Regions from separate parts of the Mus musculus genome. Here regions 2, 3 and 4 are each linked to region 1. Evidence: chromatin contacts called from public HiChIP or PLAC-seq and promoter capture Hi-C data. All regions are on one chromosome and are shown on one strand. Each heading gives the region's core, a stretch centred on a gene start, on an enhancer-like site or on the middle of the called end of the contact. The rest is flanking DNA. Distances are from core to core; before and after follow the strand shown. Region 1 overlaps 2210408F21Rik (RIKEN cDNA 2210408F21 gene). Region 2 overlaps Mkln1 (muskelin 1, intracellular mediator containing kelch motifs). Region 3 has its middle 13 kb from the start of Mir29b-1. Region 4 overlaps Mkln1 (muskelin 1, intracellular mediator containing kelch motifs).

The links. HiChIP or PLAC-seq counts read pairs in DNA pulled down with a chosen protein or histone mark. Capture Hi-C pulls out chosen DNA fragments and counts their contacts.
Region 2: an H3K4me3 HiChIP or PLAC-seq map of bone marrow-derived macrophages shows a contact between it and region 1, with 5 times the contacts expected there. The contact joins two enhancer-like sites. A contact is called at or near these places in 1 of 484 Hi-C or Micro-C datasets (bone marrow-derived macrophages) and 7 of 115 datasets of contacts at active chromatin or transcription factors (CD8 T cells, bone marrow-derived macrophages, embryonic midbrain and 3 more).
Region 3: a contact with region 1 is called in an H3K27ac HiChIP or PLAC-seq map of heart atrium, with 6 read pairs. The contact joins two enhancer-like sites. A contact is called at or near these places in 4 of 484 Hi-C or Micro-C datasets (the HL-1 cell line, mammary gland, muscle stem cells and 1 more) and 4 of 115 datasets of contacts at active chromatin or transcription factors (CD8 T cells, extraembryonic endoderm stem cells, heart atrium and 1 more).
Region 4: a contact with region 1 is called in a promoter capture Hi-C map of adipose tissue. The contact joins two enhancer-like sites. A contact is called at or near these places in 2 of 9 other capture datasets (adipose tissue and pancreatic islet).

The regions. Positions count from the first base shown.
Region 1 is chr6:31,282,745-31,286,394 of GRCm38.p6, reverse strand. All of the region lies in intron 2 of 2210408F21Rik (RIKEN cDNA 2210408F21 gene), which reads right to left. Among named protein-coding and RNA genes, the nearest start is that of Gm38782, 41 kb to the right of the region's middle. Within about 2 kb of position 1,759, at least 87 of the 459 cell types and tissues checked have an H3K27ac peak or open chromatin away from gene starts, as enhancers often do. A contact at or near this core is called in adipose tissue, bone marrow-derived macrophages, heart atrium and 1 more, where this site is marked.
Region 2 is chr6:31,413,894-31,417,201 of GRCm38.p6, reverse strand. The region is part of intron 1 of Mkln1 (muskelin 1, intracellular mediator containing kelch motifs); the gene reads right to left. Among named protein-coding and RNA genes, the nearest start is that of Mkln1, 17 kb to the right of the region's middle. Within about 2 kb of position 1,316, at least 5 of the 459 cell types and tissues checked have an H3K27ac peak or open chromatin away from gene starts, as enhancers often do. A contact at or near this core is called in bone marrow-derived macrophages, where this site is marked.
Region 3 is chr6:31,074,487-31,077,792 of GRCm38.p6, reverse strand. No RefSeq gene overlaps it. Among named protein-coding and RNA genes, the nearest start is that of Mir29b-1, 13 kb to the right of the region's middle. Within about 2 kb of position 1,947, at least 145 of the 459 cell types and tissues checked have an H3K27ac peak or open chromatin away from gene starts, as enhancers often do. A contact at or near this core is called in heart atrium and muscle stem cells, where this site is marked.
Region 4 is chr6:31,478,320-31,481,542 of GRCm38.p6, reverse strand. The region is part of intron 12 of Mkln1 (muskelin 1, intracellular mediator containing kelch motifs); the gene reads right to left. Among named protein-coding and RNA genes, the nearest start is that of Mkln1, 81 kb to the right of the region's middle. Within about 2 kb of position 1,287, at least 26 of the 459 cell types and tissues checked have an H3K27ac peak or open chromatin away from gene starts, as enhancers often do. A contact at or near this core is called in adipose tissue, where this site is marked.

The DNA.
Region 1 (3,650 bases), core at 510-3,009:
TCAAACACGGCCAGGTTCTGTCCCTCCAGTCTCCCTGCTGTCTGCAGAGTCGCTTTGCAGCAGCTCTGATCAAGAACTGGGGCTGCATGCTGGACCCTTCCAATCCAGGTTGGCTTTGTGCCTCTCTCTGGCTCTGGCTATCAGAATGGACCAGAAGTAACTGTGCTGAGTCCAAGCCGAGCCTCAAGGGCCTACCTCCAGTGTCTCTCTTGAACCTGCTGTTACTGGCCGAGCATAGGCCAACCTGTAGGAGGATGAGCGAATGTGTACAGAGGGATGAACTGTCCTAGTAGATGGACTCCTAGGCCAGGGCACTGCACTGGGGCCGACCTTTAGGACAGGGTTTGCTGACCTCTGATCTAAAGCAATGTGTTACCCATAGAAGTGTTGGTACCAATTCTGGGACCCCAGCTTCTCCATTCGGATTCATCTCTGTCATTCTGGAGGAAAAGGGTTTACTTCCCGTAGAAGAGGATAAGAAGGGGCTGAGGATACGGTTTAGTGGATAGAACGCTTGCCCTAGTTTGCACAAAGGCCAAGACTAGAACCCCATGACCGCATAAAACTGGGCATGCTGGCATAGGCCTGTAATCTCAGCACTTTGGAGGTAAAAGCAGGGAAGACAGAAGTCAAGGGTATCTTTGGTTACACAGGAAATATGAGACCAGCCTGGGCTACATGAAAATTTATCTCAATTTTGGAAAAAAAAAAAAAGCAAAAAGATAAATAAATAAAAAATAAAATTAAAAAAAAAGGAAAGGGGGTTAAAAAAAAAAAGGAGTGGTTGATGCAGATCCAAGACAGCACTGAGCACGTATACAGGGAACAATTAAAAGCCTCTTAGCCACTTCCTCCTCAATGGTTGTTCCTCCTTAATGCTACAGGCCCGAATGATCAAGCAACGTTACATTTCCCAGCCTCCAATCTCTAATACTAATTTAACAAACGCACGCTGTATGTCTCAGTAAGGATGGGGCGCCACTCGTACTTCTGCCTGCTTGGAGTTCCCCGAGTGTATTGTGCTGTTTCACGCCTCCCTAACTCTGCACACAATGTTCCTTCTGCCTGGAACACTCTTAGCCCTCTTCTCTTACTGGCTAACGCCTACTCACTGATCAGAGCCGAGCTCAAGGATACTGCCTCTTGGAAGACGTCCCCAGGAGCACCACCACCTCCTCGCCCTCAACCTCCGGCCACATGCTCGGTCTCAGCACTCATTCTGCCAGCCTAACAATTAAAGCGGAAAAACCGTTTCTATGGTGCTCGGCACTTACTGTGTGCCGACACCGTCGTACAGAATCCTCTGGTTGAAAGCGTCCACATTCCTGTGCCATGCCGTTTTTCCTCAAGGCAAGCACAGATTCAGAAGTAGATGCTGTGACTTCCTCCCACCTGTTGAGCAAAGAAGATGCACGGTGATTTATCATATATACTGTATACCCACTGAGGGCACCTACTTTATCTTCTCATTCTTGCGGTACCCGGAACAGACTCGGAACAGGCAGCAAGAGGAACAGCAGCAAAGAGCAAACAATAACACAGCCCAGAACACATCTCACACAGTGTTCACAGCTCTCCCCGGGGCCAAAACCGGGCAGTAACTTTCTGAGGTAGCTGTTATAGGTGCCACATATCAGGAACGGAAGGCGTCAAGAATTCTCTGGTAACTTTCCCAAGGTTGCACAGCTAGTGTGCGATAGAGCCAGTTCCAGAGGCTGTGTTTACAACCACAGGAGGAAAGGAAGGCTGCAGTGACTCAGCAGAAATCCATTTCCATCCTCAAAGAGGAAGTCAAAGAATGAAACTCTGAGGCTAAGAGTGGTCCAACGGGCATGGCTGCATACTCGGGCTTAATCGTCAACAGGCTCGTGTCACGTGGGCTCGAAGGTGCTCAGTGTAGAGAGGTGGGTTGCTCTGATGGGACCTCCAATGGTTTTCCTGTTAACATGTTTACTCAGCATGATGCCTAACAGCCCACATGCTGCAACGGGAGAGGGTGGTTTGTTTAAGACCTCCCTGACAGCAGACAAAACCTTATGGCATAATCCCTAGGCAGGCCTATTCCATCGGATTCTTTACCAACGAGCATCTGGAAGACGATCTTGGAACTGTCTAAGAGGCTGCTGAACCTGGCTAGGCACTTTTTGTAAAATCACCATGGCCAGCTGCTCGCTGAAGCGTTGGCAAGTCCCCACGGGGCCTCCCAGACACTGTACCTCGCAGTGAGACAGACAAAAGCAGGGACACACTGTGATTGGACCACAGCTGTCTCATCTCAGCACAGGCCTGTGCTGCTGAAAAGACAACAACAGAGACGCAGCATGGAATTTTGCTTCTGGGACAATCAGGAGCTTGGCAAACATAGGTTATATGCATCCAAGACAGCTACAGATGTGGCCTACAACATTGTAGATGCTGATGTTGATGTTGCAATGTCAAGAGGTTGGAAACCCCTGCAGGTAATGGTTGGAAACCCCTGCAGGTAATCTTCCCCTTAAAACTGGAGCCTCTCTAATGGTTTAAAGGGCCGAACAGTGGCCAAGAGGACCTCCCATAGGCTTCTAGTTATTAGTACGAAACACAACAGAAGCCAGTAAGATCTCCGAACACCAAGTATCTTCATGCTCCCATGTACCAGCCCAAGGCTTGCCTCCTGCTGAGGATTTCTCCCAAAGACAATGATGGCCTGGCTGGAAAACTTTAGAAACATCCATTTGATCTGTATTCATTTTCAGGGCACAGGGTAGAGTTTATAGCATTTTACCTTCCCATTAAAATAGCTCAACTGTGTTTACAGCCTATTTTATCCAGATTGCAGATTAACAATTTAAAGTCTTCTGCTTAGCAAATCTATTTTCTCAACTGACCATAAACTCCCTGAGGGTTGAGAACATAATCTTTCTCCTTTGGAGTCCTCTGTTCAGACAATATGGCACAGTACTTGGTGGAGGTCAGAGGGACAGAGGACAAAGTATTTGGAGGAACCCCCCTAACACCTGCCCGTGCTCCGTGGCCGTCTTCAGGAGCACTTAAGTCTGAGATGCCATTTCCTCATCCTTAGATCCCTCTCTGGCCTCCCTACTTGTTGAGAAGATCAAATAAGATAATGCATGTGAAAGTATTGTGTAATCCAAGAACTGCCAGTGGCTGAAACGTAAGGAATCCTCAGAGACGCACTTAGTAAGTATCTGATCGATTTTTAATGATAAGGTATTGTCTTCTCTCTTCTCTTCAACCAGCCCCTTTAAGGATTTTATTTCCTGGAATTTAATTTTATTTGAGTAGTAAAGCCGCTTCATGTCTTCCTGATAGTGTGTGTTTCACCCCATGGTCACCTTAAAATTTGATTGTAATCTAAGCAACCCAACCCCCAAAAGTCACCAAGCACACTAGCATGTCAATCACCCAGGACTCGTGGGGACAAATACGTTCAGACCCCACTTCTATTTCAGAAGCTTTCTTGTGCTGCTATCAACCTGTGAAAATTGTACCCTACGGAGGGATTATGCATATTTTTGTGTCAAGGCACACTCTGTGGATACAGAAGTCCTAAGCCCGTATCACCGCTCCCTAAGCCCGGGCCAGCAGAGAATGTGAGAAATTTCACAGAGGCGACACTACAATTCGACCTCTTAGAACACACCATTTAT
Region 2 (3,308 bases), core at 67-2,566, 130 kb before region 1:
ATTTGAAAGTAGAGGGGGAATACTCGGGGTTGGAGGTTTAAGTGGGGCAGGCATAGTGGGTGGATGGAGAAGAGACAAGCACCATCAAAACTAAGGATGTATTAAAGATCCTCCACTACTTTGTGAGCTATTAAAAAGAAGGTAAAGGTATTTGAACACAGTTCCCTGTGTGGGTGAGCAATAATTTCCTCAGAAGACATGGGTTATTAAATGAAAATCTTAGTAGCAGGAGTGGGATACTTCCTTATAAGTTATACATCAAAAATGTCCCATATGCCCCCTCAAACAATATTGCCACTGCTCTTCATGCCCACAAGAACTAGATCCACTGCTCCTCAGCACACATTCTGATTGTAGGGCATACAGAAATCCAACCGGAATTGACCTGAAAAACTTCCTCACAGACAGCTAATGTCCGTAATGCTGAAAGGTGCTACACAGGCAGGTAGGCAAGGCAAGTCATCAATGGGATGACCCAGCAATGAATCCTGGACATGACAATACTAACGCACTAGGTAAGAAGTGCCCACCACTTCTTACAGTGATGGAGTACAGTGATGGAGTGAAGATTATGGAATAACCAACCACTTTCTGGTTGGCTCTAAGCCCTGACTGGCACTGTAAACCTGGTCAAAAATCCAGGGATCTGGAGGTCACAGGCCATGGGGGTGGCTGTGAGGGGTGGGGCAACCCATACCAAAATGCCTTCTAGATATTGGCTTATGCCCACAGATGAGTGTTGCTCTCAACCCTGACCAGAGAAGCTGATTCTATAGGAAGCAACAATTAATTCAAAGATTCATAACTAGGTCAAAGTACTGAGAAAAAGTGACTGTCAAGTATTCAAGTGGGACAACTATTCCCCTCTCTGCCAAGCTCCAGCAACACAGTAAAGAAAGGGTAGAAAGAATGTACAAGTTGAAGGATGGGGTGGAAACCTGTGAAATGCAGTCTGCTGGGCATGACATGGCTGCTACACCCATGAACTCACTGCAATGATGATTACCTGATTATCTGCACAGAATCAAGCACATCAGTCCATATTCTAGTTGGTACTACTACCTGGACTCAGTAAGGGTTTCGTTGTTGTTGTTGTTGTTTTGTTTTGTTTCTTTAAAAAGGAGAAGGTATAAAGATGGGAAGAGAACATGTTGGGAGCATGTTGGCATGTTGGGGTGTGTAAGATCAATGCACACAGGTATGAAACTACCAAAGAATCAATATCATTTTTGGTTCGGGGAACTTCCCAAGATGAGCAGTGGTAAAGTAGACGCCTGACTGTTTTGATCTTGTCACATATCCTGCATACCAAGACTGAGCTCATTCAGGAAGGATAAGGAGAGTTCTCTGTCACCCTCACTTCCTTCCCTACCCTTCTGCCATGGGATGCTTCCCACAAAAGATCTTTTTCCCAGATGTTAATTCCTGAATCTTGAATAGCTCAGCTTCTAAAACTGTAATCCAATACATTTCCTATTACAAACCACCTAATCTATGGCCCTCTGGTACAGTCAAACAAGAAAGGAATAAAATATATTCTGAAAATCAGTGTCAATACCACTCATAAGCAGTTTACTATTATTTAAAGCTAGAGTTAGATTAGTTATAAACGTATTTAACAAACTTTAGGCTAAGCAGTGTGATGGTTTGGATGAGAAAATCTAAATCTACCGTCTCGGGCATTTCAGCCCAGCCCCAGTGGACGGCACTATTTGAGGCAGTTTAGGTGGTGCAGCCTTCCTGGGGGAAGTGTGTCACTGGAGGACGGCTATGAGAATAAAAAGCCTTGCCTGCTTCTAGTTGCTCTCCCAGTTTCAAGCTTACAGTTCAAGGTATGAGTTTTCAGCTTCCTGTCCCTGCCACCTGCTTCCAGGCAGTCCCAGCCATTGTGGACTCTAGCCCTCTAGACGTGTACAAAATATACTCTTGTATTAACACAAGCACTAAAGAGTTTAAGAGAAATGCAATTAATATGTAAAAGAAAATAAAGTCACACTGGAGGCTCATTTCAAATCAGAGATAGAAAAAAAAAAGATGCAAGAAACAAGTGTATGAAATGGAAAACAGTTTTACATATGGCAGATATCAATCCAATTATATCAATAATCAGTTTGTAAGTAAATGGCTGAAATAAACCAACTTAAAGAGAATATTGGAATGGATGAGAAAAACAACTGCTCAAATACATCACCTATGAGAAACCCACATAAAAATAAAGGACATGGGGAGCAGGGCAGGGAGAGGGTATAGGGGACTTTCGGGATAGCATTTGAAATGTAAATGAAGAAAATATCTAATGAAAAATCGAAAAAAAATGAAATAAATAAATAAATAAATAAAGGACATGTGAATGTGAAAAAAAAACAGATGAAGATGCAGCATGTTTTAAATAGAAGGCAGACCAGCCAGATCCAAATCAGGCTTACTTAAGAAGGGGAAATCATTAGGGACAGAGGGGCATTGATGAAATGTGTCAATTCCTCAAGAAGACACAACTCTTAATGTGACTGTACCAAACAAAAAAAAGTGTCAAAATACTTGAGGAAAAAATTGTCAGAATTGCAAGAAGCACTATTATAATTGCAGATTCCCAGCCTCTCACTTTGAGCAACTGACAGATTCAGGAGGCAGAAACTCAGAACACCAATGAGCTAAAAAGCACTATCAATCAACTGGATGTAACTGACATACACAGAACACTCACCAACAGCAAAGAGCATTCTCCTCAACTCACACAGGAGCACTCACTACCACAGGAAAACGTGTCAGTAACAGGAACAGCTCACAGACCTCAATGGGATTAAATTAGAATCATTCATACAAGACAGTTAGAAAAATCTTAAAATAGTTAGCATATACAACACAGTTCCATATAATACACAAATCAAGGAAGCCTCAGGGTAAACACAGAAATAAATCGAACTAGACTAATTTTTTTTTAAAAAGAACGAAACTTACGGAAACGGTGCAATACCATAAAAATAACACTTAGCAGACGTGTTAAATACGTACAAGGAAATTAGGAAAATTGTAAAATCAATCACCTAAGCTTCCACCCTAAGGAGCTAGGACAAAAAAAGAAATGTAACCATGAATATCACAATAAATAAAAAGTAAAGCAAAAATTACAGTAGAAATCAAACTAAAAATGAGAACTAGGAAAAAGAATGAAGCCAGAGATTGAGTCCTTAAAAACAAAACAAACAAACAAACAAAAAAAACGGCAAACCTCTAGCTAGGGTAAGCAAGAGGAAGGGAAAAACAAAACAAACAAACAAATGTAAAACAGAACTTACAGATCACCAAGC
Region 3 (3,306 bases), core at 698-3,197, 210 kb after region 1:
GCTGGGTCTCCAGAGAGCGGCCATTACCAGTTTGTAGTTAAGCTAAGCATCTCTATTTGGTAGGGACTTTCATTTTAGAGATTTCCTGAGGTGCTGCTCTAAAGCACTTGTCTTAACCACAGTTTTTAAACAGTGCCTTTGTTCTAATGTCCAAGGTGAGAATAGTTTTTCAGTATCCAATGAGAAGGGGCGGTGAGCAGCCCTGCACCAGGTTGTAACTGGGAGGCTGTGCTGAGCTTGCGTCTGGGGCCACAGCCAGACAAGGGGAAGTTTGAGGAGTTGGGGGTATTTTTAGCCGATCAGGCCTGCTGTGAAACTGATTCCTCCCCCTCCTTTAGTTCCAATGAGAGTGCTCTTCACTCGAATGTGTGCTATCTACCGTTTCAGACACACGAAAGGAGTGTGCGTTGTTAAGGTGAGGGGGAAGCAGTGCACACACCCACATGTGTGGGCGTGGCGTCCAGCATCCCTCCATTCTGCCAAGTTGTGGTGTGACCAGATGCCCTTTTGCAGAGCTGTGGTTTACCCCACAAACCCTCTGAGCTGGAGGACTCCTGTTTCCATTGGTCCCTTCCCATTCATTCCTCTTGTCTGCTGTGAGGCCCTGACATGGGAATGATGGGCCTGCTCAATACTTTGGGTGCACTGATTGAACCAACAAGGAGCGTTAATTAAAACTTTATTCGAGTACAAGTACAACCTCTTAGGTGATTTATGTGGGCTCTCCCTGGGACCTGTGGGCAGTCTCTGGAGTCACTTGCGATGGTGAGAGGGTTCTTGCAAGTAACCAGAAAGCATAAATTCCCACCCTAGGGTTTTACTACCCTTTTTTATTTGCAGAGTGGTTGGCCCTGCCGGCCTTCTGGCGACCCCGGCCTGTGGTACTGTAGAGAGTGGTGCTGGAACAGGACCAGGAAGCTCTAAGCCCTGCCTCTCTCCTGACTGCCCACCTCTCCCCACAGGTGGGATTCACAGCCCCGCTGCCTCCAGACTAAGCTCTGAGCACATCCGAGTCACACACACATGATCTTTTTGGTTGTTCCCCCTCTGTGACGTGCTAGAAGCCCTCCAAGGTGCACATAGATCTGGTTGTGTGTGTGAAAGGCCTGCATGCTGATTGGCCTTTCTAGAAAGGCTAAGTCACGGATGCCTGTCCCAGGCCTGGAGTTCAGTTACTGTCCTCTCCCTCTCCAGACCGTTGCCAAGTGACAGATACCAAAATAACTAGAATGTTCTCTTAAGAGATCCAGACCATGAGAGGACAATGCTGGGGAGGCGGGGGGGGGGGGGTGCTGGGACTGGGGAGCCCAGGTAGGGTATTAAGTCCTTCCTTTTTCTCCTCCTCCTCTACATGAAGAAGGAAGGCATCCTTCATCACAGGGGGGGGGAGGGGGAGAAGGGGCCACCCTGGGTCCAAGTTATTGCATAGGAGGCAGCCTCTCGACGGTGGTGAGGAATAGAGGTGGGCTTGAAAAGTTGGCTTCACCCACCTGAATGTTGTGCCCTGAGCCAAAAGGGGTGGAGTCAGACCCAGCCTCTACCTGCTTGCCTCTCCTGGAGGTGACCTCTCATTGGAACTCCCTGTGAGCCTCTATTGTTTCCTGCTTTGGGGGATTTCCTACAGGCCTAGCCCTGCTGTTGCTGCTGCTGCTGCTCAGACTCCTCACCCCAGACCCACTGACTGCCCAGGGATTCTGCTGGGTTTTCAGTAGGAGAGAAGTGTTTGTGTAGTGAGCTTGTATATCCTCTCTGGCATTGGAGCTGATGGAGTTCTGCCCTTTAGTGGGTGGGAGCACCATTCCCTCCAGTTTAGATGGCTCTGGTTTTCCACAGCATTGGCTGTATGAGGCCGCCACCTGGTGGCCAGCACGAAGCAACGTGTAACTCGCTTCGTGCTCTGTGAAGGGATGCTTTAGCAGTGACCTCTGACACACTCACTCTACACACATCGGTCCAGCCTACATACTTAGCATTTCTGCTTTGTCATATACATAATCAGCATTCTCGCCTCTTCGACTTGGGAGTCACTTTCCATGCCCCCTCCTACATTGCTCCAGGCACATGGGCTCTTTCCTGGCTCCCAGGGTTACAGGCTCTCGTCCAGCTCCCGGGAGAGCTGCCAGGCCCCTCTGCCCTACAGTGCTCTCCCTCCCACCTACCTGGCTGATGACCACACCTCTGAAAGTCATCTCAGGTACCACCTCCCCTTGCCCCGGCTTCCCTCTCAGCAGGCCTGGCTCACTTCCCTCAGCATGCCTCAGCTCCTTTTTTGGAAGAAAAAGAAAGAAACAGAAAGCCAAAAGGCTGGAAGGAGAATAGGGAGGGGGGAAACTTGAGAGGATTTAACAACTGTATTATAATCAGATGTTTTTCTTCTCCACAAGCTAACTTGAAAGTAGAGACTGCCTTTTGTCTCTGGGCCCCTATGTAATAGGATCGCCCTGGCATCTGACCATTGCTCACTGGCTATGGGGAGGCATAAAGGGAAGAGGTCTCCTTTGAAGCAAACTTAGGGGGTGCTCATGGCGCTGAGAGACTGGCTGGGAGTGGGGGTGGGTTGCTGAAGCTATCTGAAGAGCTGCACTCCCAAACCTCTTCACCACAGCATTGCACAGGAGGTGTCTATTTTCCCCCCACTACTGGAAGGCTCCTCTGTTTGAAACTTCTCCTTGTTCAAACCCCTTCAGTGACTCTTGAGACCTACCTGTGGTCTCTACCCAGACTTGAAGGCTTAGTAGCAACTGGGTGGTGGTGCGCGCATTTGATTCGCTCTGCAGCAGAAGCACTTGCTGGGGGTTCTGGACGGGTTCAGTTGAACTGCTCTGAGGATAAGGCCTCATGTGGCTCCACCACAGGACCCATCAGTAGAGTTTGGGGCACACAGTAGGGAGACATTCGGGAGAGTGACAACAAAGAAGAGAGTGTCACAAGGCAGCTTATGATTGATGGCTAAGGGAATGTGGTGGCAGTTAAACAAAATACCTATAGAAGGTGCCTATAAAAGATGCCTTTCTCCTATAAAGGGCCTCACTCCAGACCCATCCTGCAGCCTGTCCCCCTCACACAGCTGTCGCACTTCACACCTGGTAAAGGTTTAACCTTCGTAAAAAGATTTTGGACTCCAAGCTTCGGATAGACTGCAGCTGATGGCATGTGTACTTTAGTCCGCCCTTCCCACCCATCTCCCTTCCTCGTCGAACCGGTTCCTTACATTTTTATATAAACAGCCCCAAGGCCACAGTAAAGCCTCCAGCTACTTCCTCTGAGCCTCACTCTCCTCGTTAAGCATGCCACCTTTCTGGGGCT
Region 4 (3,223 bases), core at 38-2,537, 200 kb before region 1:
TAAATGCTAGTAAACAATCAACAAATGCTGCTAATTTTTTTTTTCGAGACAGGGTTTCTCTGTGTAGCCCTGGCTGTCCTGGAACTCACTTTGTAGACCAGGTTGACCTCGAACTCAGAAATTCGCCTGCCTCTGCCTCCCGAGTGCTAGACCACGCCCGGCAAATGCTGTTAAATTAATGAATGGATTTGCATGCTTTGTGTGGTTAATTCCCTGTAAACCAATTAAAAATTAATACACAGCAAACATGTAATTTTAATTTTGGAAGAACTGACAAATGCAATAACTAGTGAATGAGACAACTTGCCTTTCTATTACTTTAAGTTCATAGCAATAAAACTATGATAAAGGAAAAATCATCACCAAAAGAAACCTATGTAAAATTTAAAATGTCAGAAAACAAAACTGGATACAATCACCCTTTTTAAAGATTAGGAAGTGATACATCAAAATGTTAATAGATTATCTCTGAATAGTTGGATTGTTTTGTATCATTCTGGGTTTTGTTGTTGTTATTGTTTTAGAATCTCAACCATGAGATTATTACCTTTGTAGTTACAACAAAAAAGGCACAAGAGAAGTGTCACAATGGTAGTCATAACTGATTAAAGATAACAATGTTGCAAATGACTATATAATTGTTACAAATTTAAATGTTTTCAGATTATAACCATTAAATTTATTACAATAAAAATTTTTTAAGTAGCTTTGTTTCCACTATTATTACTCTGTGAGACTTTTGTTCAGTTTTGGGAAGTGGTGCAGTGCAGTGAAATCTTTAGTCTTGGCTCTATCACCATGTAGTTGAATTATGTTCAATTATTATCAGGATCTTACCATCAATAAAAGATAATCTAGCATACAGTAAGGTCGAAATAACTACAGCTGCTGCGGCTGGCATGAAGCTTAGGCCCTGAGCACATGCATGGATACAATCAATTAATAAATCTTTAAAAGCCTACTTTGATCTAGAACCCCTGTGCCACACTGGTGCTCACTGGGCCACATCTTGGAAATCCCCCTTTGTTTTTCTATGTTGGATTTTCTTCTTTTTTTTTTTTTTTTAAAGCTTCTGTGTTTTCTCTTTTGATACTTATTGTTTTGTTAGTATATAAAGTATCTTTCTAAAAAAATAGTACATAAAAGTTCTATCAGTTTCCTATCTTGAGATAACTGCTATTTCCAACCCTTTTTGCTTCATACCCGAAACACATGCTTCCCCAGACTCTCTAGTGAACCCTGGTTTCACAGTTCTAGCCAATGAAATCTAAGCAGAATCCCACTGGGAGTTGTCAGGACAAATTTTGCAATCCCTGCCGGCCACCTTTGGAAGGAAAGGCATGTTTGAACTTGTCTCCAGATAGCTACCACTTTTACTAAAGACAGTGCAGCACAGGAGGGAACCTGGGGGCTGAATCACTGCATCAGCGCTCATGGTCTACTCTGGACTTCTTGTGCTTAGAGAGATGATTCTGCAACTGTTTAAACTGCTAAGAGGTAGGTCTAGAGCGTAAACATGGATTTACCCAGTAGATCTAAAAATAACTTCCCTTTTTTCTTCACCATTTTGGCTACAAAAGTATCTCCAGTTTAGTAACTTTTCCAAGAATTTTCTTTATCTTGTAGTATCTAATGGCACTGAGAGTTTCTATGTCCTTCTAAGTCCTGTTTCCTTGAGTGCAACTCATTTTGTTCTAGGAGAGTTTAGGAGGTCCTCTTTCTAACAGAATACAAAAATGCACCTTAATACACAATGATCTGCCTTGATGATCTGGCAAGGAGACCTTTTGGTTTTCTGAAATTTAACTTCATTTTATTTTATTTTATTTGTAGAGGGCCATTTACAATCTGAAGATCAGTGTTTTGGGTCTGCAGAAATTTTCAAATATTTATTTCCACATCTTCCATTTACTTTGTTCTTTACGGTTGGGAAAACTCTAGGGTTGCAGGTCTGTAGCCCTGGCCAATGAATCAGAGACTAGGTTGTAAGACTGTCCATTTTACTGGTAGTCACAAAGAACAGAACACAGCAAACAAACCTCTAGCCTGAACTCCAGTAAGGAGGGTATGAGTACAGATCCTGAGAGCCAAATGACTCTACATTTTCTCCTTTAGTGTTACGTTTTAAAGAAAATAACTTTTCTTCTTTGAGATTTTTATTTCAATTGTGTGTGAGTAGATAGGCTACTTGTCATACATTATGTCTGCAAGAAGTCAGAGGGTAACTTCTAGGACACAGTTCTCCTTCCATCATAAGATCCCAGGATAGAACTCAGACCACCTGGTGTGCATCACAAGGACTTTATCCACCGAGCCATCTCACCAGACCAGTCTTTTTCCTCTTCTATGTAAACAACTTTAATTAAAAGAGGGTTACTCTAACATAGTGCCCATAAATGACAACAACAACATATGTATTTGTGTGTGTGGATATAGATGTGTGTGTGTTGGGGGGGGTGTTAAGGTGTGGGGTGGTAAGTGTTTGTGGGGGTTAAGGTGGGGTGGTAAGGTGTGTGTGTGTGTGTGTGTGTGTGTGCGCGCGTGCAAATACATGTGCTTGTTGGTGCCTGTGGAGGCTAGAGGTCAACACAGGGATGTTTTCTTCTATTGTTCTCTCCCTTACGATTATCTGAGACAGGATCCCACTGAGGCAGCTAGACTGCTGAGCAAGCTCCGATGATCTGGCTGCTTCACTCCCCCAGCACAGGTGTTCCAGACACCCATCACCATGCCTAGCTTTTCAATGGGTGCTGGTGGTCTCAACTTGGGTTCTCAGCGTGTGTAGCAGCATTTTACTGACAGAGCTACCTTCCCAGTTCCAACTTAGGTACTTTAAATTCATTTTGTAAAAGGACCATCGATAAGAGAGTCCCTTTTCTATATGGCAGTTAAAATGAAAAACAAGCTGATCTAAATTCTAACTCCAGTGCCAAACTGGGCCTTAATCAAATCTACTCTTCTGGATATAGTAATCACAGGTAAAGCAATTACTGTATGGGTTAACTGTTAATTATCAAAATGTGACTTTTAAAAATAGTGTGTGCAGTGTATTACTAATCATGCCAGGACAATGGACATGAACCTGGTTGGTAGAGCGCCACCTTCTGACTAGGAGAGCCTATTTAGATAAGCTTGCACATTTGCCAGGCAGAGCAGTCATACTCCACTGTGCTCCTGTCTCACCTACAGGTCACTACAGTGACCACAGGCATCTGCAAGTGCG